Linked DNA regions of Mus musculus: region 1 is linked to region 2. Evidence: chromatin contacts called from public HiChIP or PLAC-seq data. All regions are on one chromosome and are shown on one strand. Each heading gives the region's core, a stretch centred on a gene start, on an enhancer-like site or on the middle of the called end of the contact. The rest is flanking DNA. Distances are from core to core; before and after follow the strand shown. Region 1 overlaps Chat (choline acetyltransferase). Region 2 has its middle 20 kb from the start of Ogdhl.

What was found. HiChIP or PLAC-seq counts read pairs in DNA pulled down with a chosen protein or histone mark.
Region 1: an H3K27ac HiChIP or PLAC-seq map of VIP interneurons shows a contact between it and region 2, with 3 times the contacts expected there. The contact joins two enhancer-like sites. A contact is called at or near these places in 3 of 39 promoter capture datasets (the C10 cell line, cranial neural crest and embryonic stem cells), 1 of 484 Hi-C or Micro-C datasets (nephron progenitors), 1 of 115 datasets of contacts at active chromatin or transcription factors (VIP interneurons) and 1 of 9 other capture datasets (liver).

Annotation. Positions count from the first base shown.
Region 1 is chr14:32,427,583-32,431,614 of GRCm38.p6, reverse strand. All of the region lies in intron 8 of Chat (choline acetyltransferase), which reads left to right. Among named protein-coding and RNA genes, the nearest start is that of Slc18a3, 35 kb to the left of the region's middle. Within about 2 kb of position 2,209, at least 12 of the 459 cell types and tissues checked have an H3K27ac peak or open chromatin away from gene starts, as enhancers often do. A contact at or near this core is called in VIP interneurons, where this site is marked.
Region 2 is chr14:32,299,487-32,303,886 of GRCm38.p6, reverse strand. No RefSeq gene overlaps it. Among named protein-coding and RNA genes, the nearest start is that of Ogdhl, 20 kb to the left of the region's middle. Within about 2 kb of position 2,211, at least 33 of the 459 cell types and tissues checked have an H3K27ac peak or open chromatin away from gene starts, as enhancers often do. A contact at or near this core is called in VIP interneurons, where this site is marked.

The sequences.
Region 1 (4,032 bases), core at 960-3,459, 130 kb before region 2:
TCTGCCTTTTTCTTTGTTTGTTTGTTTGTGTCTTTTTAAACATGTTCAAATTTGCTTGTTGATACGCTTCATGATTACTGGATTTAAAAATGTATGTCACATAGTTTAAATATGTCCTTGACCCTGATCAGGCCAAACTTTTCTGTGTCTTGATGTGGTGACTGGTTTCTACTGGGACTTGAGTGACATGTGTTATGGGGCCCTGGTGTTCTGTAAACCTTCTGATTCAATTGTCTCACTATGCTACTGATGCAGCAGGTGATGGAAGAGGTGTTACCTCATTGCATCTAGGTGAAGGCAGAAATCCAAGTCCTTCATTCTGTCAGCACTCTGGTTGGGGAGGTAGTCTTTATTACTGTTAAATGAGGGTTCAGGGTCTCTACATGCTTCCTGTGTGTGCCATGTGAAAGATGGTAGGGTGGAGTGGTCACCATTTAGTGGAGCTGGAAGTCCCAGCTTTCATGAGAAACCATGGCGTCTCTATCCTCAGAGGTGGAGGTGCCTCAGTACAGATCAGTGATAGCACACCAGGTTCTCTGCTGGCCTTGAGGTGACAGCAGGGGGCAGAACTGATAGATTATGGGTGTATAGAGAGTTGAGTACTTGTACATTATTCCTGTTGATATGTGGCTGAAGTAGAAAGGCTATTATCTAAGAGTTCTCTTTTCTGTGTGTGTTTGTGAGTTTGCTTTGCTTTTTGTTGTTTGGTTTGCTTTACTTTTGGGGGGACAAGGTCTCTCTATTATGTAGCTCTGGCTGGCCTCAAATTCACAGAGAAATACCTACATCTGTCTCCCACGTGCTGGAATTCAAAGGGAGTTGCCACTACAACCTGCTTATCCAAGAGTGCTCTATTTTGCTGTGAATAGAGAAAGCAGGTCTGAGTAGGAACTTTGTCCTTGTATGTGAGTGTTCCCATTTGTGTTTTCATGTTTCTCATTTCTTCTAATCCAGATGTTGACTGTGTTAGATAAAAAAGGAAGGGGGAACTCTCTCTGTGTCGGTTGATTTAAGATGCCGTAACAAAAACCCAACAGACTGGGTGACTCGAGAGTGACTTTCTGACTTATAGGACCCCAGAGTCCAGGATGAAAGCATCAGAAGGATGGTTCCTTCCCCCTGCTCTTGGTTGCAATCTTCTGCCTTCCCATTGTGTGTTTAAAAGGCTTTTTCTCTGTGTCAGTGTCACTGGTGCATCTCCGGATATGGAGCAGTCTTGTCAGCCCCTTCTATGGCTTCATTTAATCCTAGTTATCATTCCAATGGTTCCTTCTCAAAATTCAGTCGTAATGGAGGTTAGATCTTTAATAAGTGATTTGCATGGAGTACAGGTCAGCCCAACACACTCAAAGGACCCATCACAACGGGTCTTTTTTAGGTTGTGAGATTCCTGTCTGGGAGGCTTTCCTCTTTCTATCTTCCAAAGCCTTCCTATGTTTGTTTTAAATACAATATTTATCTATGATATCCAGTGAGAGGGGATGGGGAAAAACAAAACCCAGTCCGTTTTCCTGGAAGACGAGACTCTCCCTCTTGAAAGATTTAAAGGAGATTTTATAACTCAATTCAGATCGGTTCTAATTCAAAAGAGACAGGCTTCATTGATAAAGACATACTTTTGTTACTGTCTTGGCCCCTGGGAGCTGGGATGATAAAGATCACCTCTCCGAGGCCATAGATTAGGGGAAAATATCAAACATCTGATGGAAATTTTATCTCCCAAAAGAAGATATAATCCACTGTTTTAGGAAGGAAGGTTGTTATAATGCACATGGTAGATGATTAGAAGCCTCATGTCTCTAAGACTTCCTGACCTCATCTCCAAGGATGGAAATGTGAACTGTACCATTACGTGATGCACACCAGAGAAGGCAGGAGTCCTGGGCAGGGCTGTGAACAGGTGTGCGTGCCTGTTAGAGAGCGGGACCTGAGAGTCTGACCCTTCTAAAGCAGAGGCCTGAGATACATGCTGTATCTTTGCACATCTGAGTAAGTCTGGAAGCTCCTAACCTCCAGGCCTCTGGAATTTCCACAGCACCAAAGCTGTGAGCCCCTGAGTGTGATCGTCAGGAGAGATTCCGTACTACTCAAGTCCCACCTCTCATGGGCAAGTAGGGGCTTCTTGAGGGAGATTGATTCACTGCATTAAGCAAGATCCCCCTGGTGTGCTCTGTGCAGAGGTCACGAGAGACAAACGACCCCTGCCACAAGCCTCCATCCCACCACCTAGTGTTTCCATTAGACTTGGGCCTCGCTCACAGTAGATGAGTTTGCATGTGCTTCATTTCCTGCCTTTCACAATAAACTTGTCAGTATTTGACGGATCAGCACTTGCATTCAGGGAGATCATTTGCAAGGCCACCTGGCATCCCGGCTCTCCTGTCCTGCCCCCATTTCAGTTTGCCTAATGAGCCAGGGCCTGATTCCTGGTGAGTGGTTCTGAGCTTCTGGGCCAGACACAGCCAGCATTTGATAGTAAGGCCTCAGCCCCTCCTCAGGGATCTTTCTCTGTCTGAAGGAGGTCAAGCCACTAGCATGGAGAGGAACTGTCCGTTGTTTTCTGCCTCAAGCCTGTGCTATGTTGTGTGGCTGAGAGGGGTGTCCCCAGCCTTCCCTCTCCCTTCCAGAGGTTGGATCAGGCTTGCAGCAGCTTCTTCCCTAGTGGGATAAGCTAGCTATGGGCTTCCTGGAGAGCTGCAGCCTGCCTATCCCACACTGCTTTGGGCTTATTTCTAAGAAATCCTGGTTAAGGAAGACACAAAGCCAGGCTTTTAGTATTCCCCAAGAAATGGCCAAGAGGGCAACGATCTATAGCATTCTAGTTGCCGTGGCCCCTCACCAGCTAGCATGATCTTATTCTTCCCACATGCCGAGGCATCCTTGGCTCTACTCCAAGCACATACCTTGGCCCTGATCTTCTTGCAGGGAGGACTCCTCATTCCTGAGTCTGACCTTCTTGGTGGTCTGCTCCCAATCTGGTCTTGGGGTTGAATGTCTGGAACAAATCCAGCCTTCTCCAGTCACTGGGCAATTATTATCAAACCCCATGTTTAAGTAAGGTCTTGGAAATGTCCTACAGTCTGGTTATTTATTTTCTTGTTTCTTCAAGTGGGATGTGAGACTGTTGCCAGTCTCCTGTTGTAGCACACATGCCTGAATTGACACTTGACACATGACAGGTGCTCAGCTGGGCCGTAACCTCACATCACTGTGGTCATCTGGCCTCACCGAAATCCTATAACCTTCACCCTTAAGCTGGAGGACAAGAAGTTTATCCCTAAGTTCCACCCATGTGGCTGGAGTTTGCTTCCAGCCCACCCACCGTCCTGGCTATCACCTCCCGGATGCTTTCCCCCTCCCTCTGACTATGTGGATCTGACACGGGATTGATCAAGTATACTTTCCCCATGTTCTGAAGGCACTGTCTCTACTGGGAAGCTAAAGAGACCCTTAGCACAGCGCACCACACAAGGCTTAGTGCCGTGGCTATCCTCATGGATGCGTGCCAGGGAAAAGAGGGGGATGGAGTGTGGAGAACCCTATAGTAAAGATGAACTCTATCCAGTTCCCAGGCTACCCCTCCTCCTACCTCTCTACTAGGCTTATGAGCAATGGGCCATAGATTCTGGTCCTTTGTGGGGCTTTGACCATTCCTATAAGGCTGCTGAGCTGCTACAGGCCTATCTCTTACCTGGGCACAGATCTCACTCCCATCTGGGCCAGGCTGAGGAAAGTGCCCTGCAATCTGTTACTAATATGGATACTCTTCTTTGCCCACATTAAATGGAAGTCTTTTCTTCAAAGAGTGCATAGACATGGAAAAGTACCCAGACCTGGGAGGCTGCATGACAGCCACTTTGAGGGCCTAGGATGACAGCAGGGTCACACACACGGTGTACAGAAAACGGCAGGCATATGGAAGGGTGACACAGCCCTGTGTGCAGGAGCTGCAGTGTGGAGGAAGGTGGGAAGGGCTTCCTGGAAGTAAAGAGGAGGATCTGACCCAGCATACCCTCCCTGTGCTCCGAAGAC
Region 2 (4,400 bases), core at 962-3,461:
AGACTCACCAACTGTCAATCAAAAGCACTCCGAATGGCTGCATCATTGGCTCTGTGGTCAGCCCTGGGAACCAGAGATTAAAAGGCTATCAGAGCCGGGCAGTGGTGGCGCATGCCTTTAATCCCAGCACTCGGGAGGTAGAGGCAGGTGGATTTCTGAGTTTGAGGCCAGCCTGGTCTACAAAGTGAGTTCCAGGACAGCCAAGAAACCCTGTCTCAAAAAACCAAAAAAAAAAAAAAAAAAAAGTCCGACAGAGTTTCTGTTGAAGCACACAGGTGAGAAGAAAGGTATCGTTTCATCACCCAAAATATGGCAGTGGCATATTTTGTGCAAGAGACTGTTAGAAATGCAGCCTGAGGCTTGAGATGAGAACCTGGTTTTTGTGTTCTAGACACATTGCTCCTCATGGTGCAGGACTGTGGGAAGATTGGGGTCGATAGAAGGCTGTCCATGTCTGAGGTCAGGGAAGGCGTCCCCAGGGAAGCCACCCCTGGATAGTCTTGTAAGATGCCTGGGAACTTACTGGTTTGAGACAGAGAGAAAGGAGACCCTAAGCAGGGGAAGGGGCCGCGTGAGACTGGAGAGTATGGAGAGAAGAGCTGGCTTTTGAACCTATCTATCTACTATATTAAGGAATTTAAGTTTCTTTCCTTTCCTGAGCGCAGGCCAGGCAGCGCATGACCGATGTGCTAATGACCTGGTTCAGAGTGGAATTATGTTTTCAAGGAAGAAAAAAAAAATCAGTAAAGACCAGTTCCCTCCAGGTTTGCTCCAGCAGGTGGAAAGGTCTGAGACTTTGAAGGGAAACACACACACACACACACACACACACTCCAACACAAGGCAAGGAAAATGAGAAAGGCCTAAACATTATGATAAAATACAGTGGTAATTTTTCTTGGAGGCAAAGTAGCAACTGTTTAACCCTTCTCACAGATTGAAAAGCAGAGCAGACAGAGGCCTGTCTAGCACTAGCTGGAATCAGTTCTGATGTGAGACTCAAGGTCAGTTCTGGTGTGTGTAAGGCAGTGGCCTGCACCCTGGATGCTGTCTGAGTGTGAGTTCCCTCCCCGTGCAGGTCCAGGACTTCGTTCATCCCCTGGCTGGATAGATCCTCTCATTGTTGAGCTAGAGGAAGCCAGGGGTTTTAAAGAAAGGCAGAGGACATTAGTCATGTTCTGCTATTATAGCACTATTGATTTCCTAAGTACGTGTCTCTGTGTGGAATAATACAGCCATCCAGTCCAGCATGGGTAACTCAGAGACTGCCCTTCTGAGAGATTAACGACCAACACCTGCCTGAGCCTCACTGCAGCACACCCTTGTCGGGCTGAGGAAAGCTTATATAATCCCTCAAGACTTAATGGCTTCGCCCGCTCTTGGTTCCTTGCTTTTAGTTGACTTTTTAAGCCATCCATTTATAGGGTAGATTAATACCACTGAGCTGTGAGGTTGGTGAAGATAGATTGCCCACACGGAGACTCCGCCTACTTCCTAGCCTCCAGTCACCTTCCCACACCTCTGCCAGTGAGTATCCCTAGGTTCCCTCCTTAGGGAGGAGAATTCAGATGCACTGTCCCACCTGCCCATGGAGCCTCTTTGTGAGAAAATGCTGTTCTCCAAAACTGGCCATGGCAGTGATCTGGGCATGTGCATAGTGGGCAAACTATAGACTTCCCAGGGGCAATTCAGCCATCGGGAGAAGTAGGAACAGTGATTATGGACTAAAAAGTGGAGTGTTTGTCATTAGGACGAAAGTTCACTGCAGTGTGCACAAGGACAAAAAGAGAGAGGAAAGGGGGAAGGAAAAGTGGTTGGAAAAGAGGAGGCTAGATGCTGGCTCCTCCCCCGACTCTCAGTACTGTTAGTACGTGTAGTACCTTTAAGGTCCTTTGTCCAGGGCGCATGGCTTGCATGGTGGTCCCTCTCTTTGACATGGGGGCTGAGCAATGCTATCCCTTTCTATGGAAGGAATATCTGGATTGGCAGGGTTCTGGGGACCACGTGGCTGTGTGTGGCTCTGGATCAAATGCGAAGAACAAAGCTGCTTTTGTATGCATTTAAAACAATTAACTAAGAGAAACAGAGGTCAGAGTGACATCGAAAACATCCCGAGTTCCAGGAAGGGAACATTCTGGTACAGATGAATTAGTGACGCATCGGGGTCAGGAAACCTAACGCATACCAAGCAGAAGAGATGAAAAGGGAACCAAACGAATTGTAGAGCAGCAGGACCTGACGGGCAGAGGGGCCGGGCTTCTCATAACAAGGCCAATGCTACCAGAGCCGGGATTTTGACTTCTGAAGGATTTTCTCTTGTAAACATGCTATATTGAGAGGCTATGACATCGTGTTCTAATTAAAGCAGTTTTTAAAGTTCTTTAAAGCAGAGTCTTATTTCTTATTTTCTTTTATTTGTATGCAGTAGCTAGCCCTTCCAGTATTGAAAGGGAGCATACTCGTCGTCTTCCTGACCATACCAGAAAGGCTTTTAGTCCCTCCCACTGAATATCACCTAACACTTTTTGTGTATGTTACCAAGGTAGGAACCTTCCCGTCTAGTCCTAGTTTCCCGAAGGTTTAAATCGTGAACGGAAACTGGATTTTCCCGGATGCCTTTTCTGTGTCTATTGATGTGATGGTATTTTCCTCCTTCTGGCAGCGCTAGAGACCAAACTCAGGGCCCCGCAATATGGAAGGCTATATGCCCCGCCTCTATTTTATTTAGACTGTTAATGTGATGGCTTGATTATACGAATTAAAAAAAAAAATACTACCCAGCCTTATATATCTGGGATAGATTCCATTTGGTAATGATGTACATCTAAAATTTATGCTGTTGGACTTAAGTAGCTAACTCTCTGTTCAAAACTTTTACTTTTAAGTCAAGAGATACTGGTCTATAATTTGTTTTCTTTAAAGGTGTTGCTTGGTTTTGTTGTTGAGGGTAGTGTTTACCTTATAGCATGAGCTAGGTGAGTTCCCTTCTACTCTCCAAAACACACTCTCGACAGTTGCTTTAAGACCTTCATTTCATAGGATTCCTTAGGAATCATGGTGTGGGAGCTTTCTGTTTGGAAGGTCATTAGCTACTGATTTACTGATTTCTTCCTGTAATTTGTGGCTGATGCTTTTCAAATATAGGTCCATTTCTTTTAATGTATCAAATTTGTGAGCATTAGGTTCCCAATCCTCGATTATTATATTATGTCTCAGGATATGCAGTGATACCCACTTCTCATTTCCAATAGTAACGATAAAATGTACCTTTTTTTCCCCCCATAGCTGAAACAAAGGCTTATTTGTTCGATTAATCATTTTGAACAGCCTTTGGGTTTTTTTCCTGCCCTTTAGTGTTGCATTTTACCAGTTTGTGTGATGTGGAAACTTTACATCTATTTGCTTTCTGCCCTCAAATATTTATATCTGAGTCATTGCTTCATTTCCCCTTCATATAATAAAGTCACCTTTAACTTTGATAAACATTTGAAAAATCTTGAGGTTTGTCATACCTTTATTTCAACTACATTTCTTTTCTGATCTTCCAATATCATCATAATCTTCTCCTCCTCCTTTTTTTTTTTTTTTTTTTTTAAACATTTCATTTCTTTTAAGAGCTTTGGCCAGGCTATTAGTCAGGTCAGCTGCCAACAGGTTCTCTTGGCTTTCCTGCGTCCAAGACTGTCATGGTGCTCTCTCCCACTGAATTATGTTCTCGCTGAATTCTTTTGGCGACCGTGCAGTCTGCAGCACTCCCTTCCCATCTTTATGGATTCTGATAAATCCAGTCATTTGAACTGTTTGTCCTGGAATATGTCCTTGCTCATTACTTTCAAGATTTTTTTTTCTTTAGTTCTTGGAAGTTACCTTGCATTCTGGGGCATTTTGTTTGAGCTTGACAAGTTTCATATGTCATTCGCCAAATTGGGAAATGTATAGAAATTTTTTCTCTGAACACTTTTAACCACATCTTCTTTCTCATTTCCTTCTGCATGCAGCACTTCCCAGCTGTTGGTTTCTCTAGTGAGAGCAGAGTTTACAAAGTAACAAGAATATCCACAGGAACCCCTGTTGTTGACTCCCAGGGTCTCTAGCTAGTCTGCCCCTTTCCTTCTACTTCTTTCAGTGTACCAGTTTTGTTTTTGTACTTAAACACACACACACACACACACACACACACACACACACACACACACACACACACACACACACGTCCATGGGTCTTATCTGTATTTAACCAGGATAATGACAATTATGTCTAAGTGCTCTTTTAAATTAGTCCTCTATTATGCATGTGTTATTATGTGTGTGTTATTGTGGGCACATCTTTTTAAGATGTATTGATTACAGATGAAATGTCTCAGATGAACTCCCTAATTTAGAGGTAGGTAGTAGGCAGG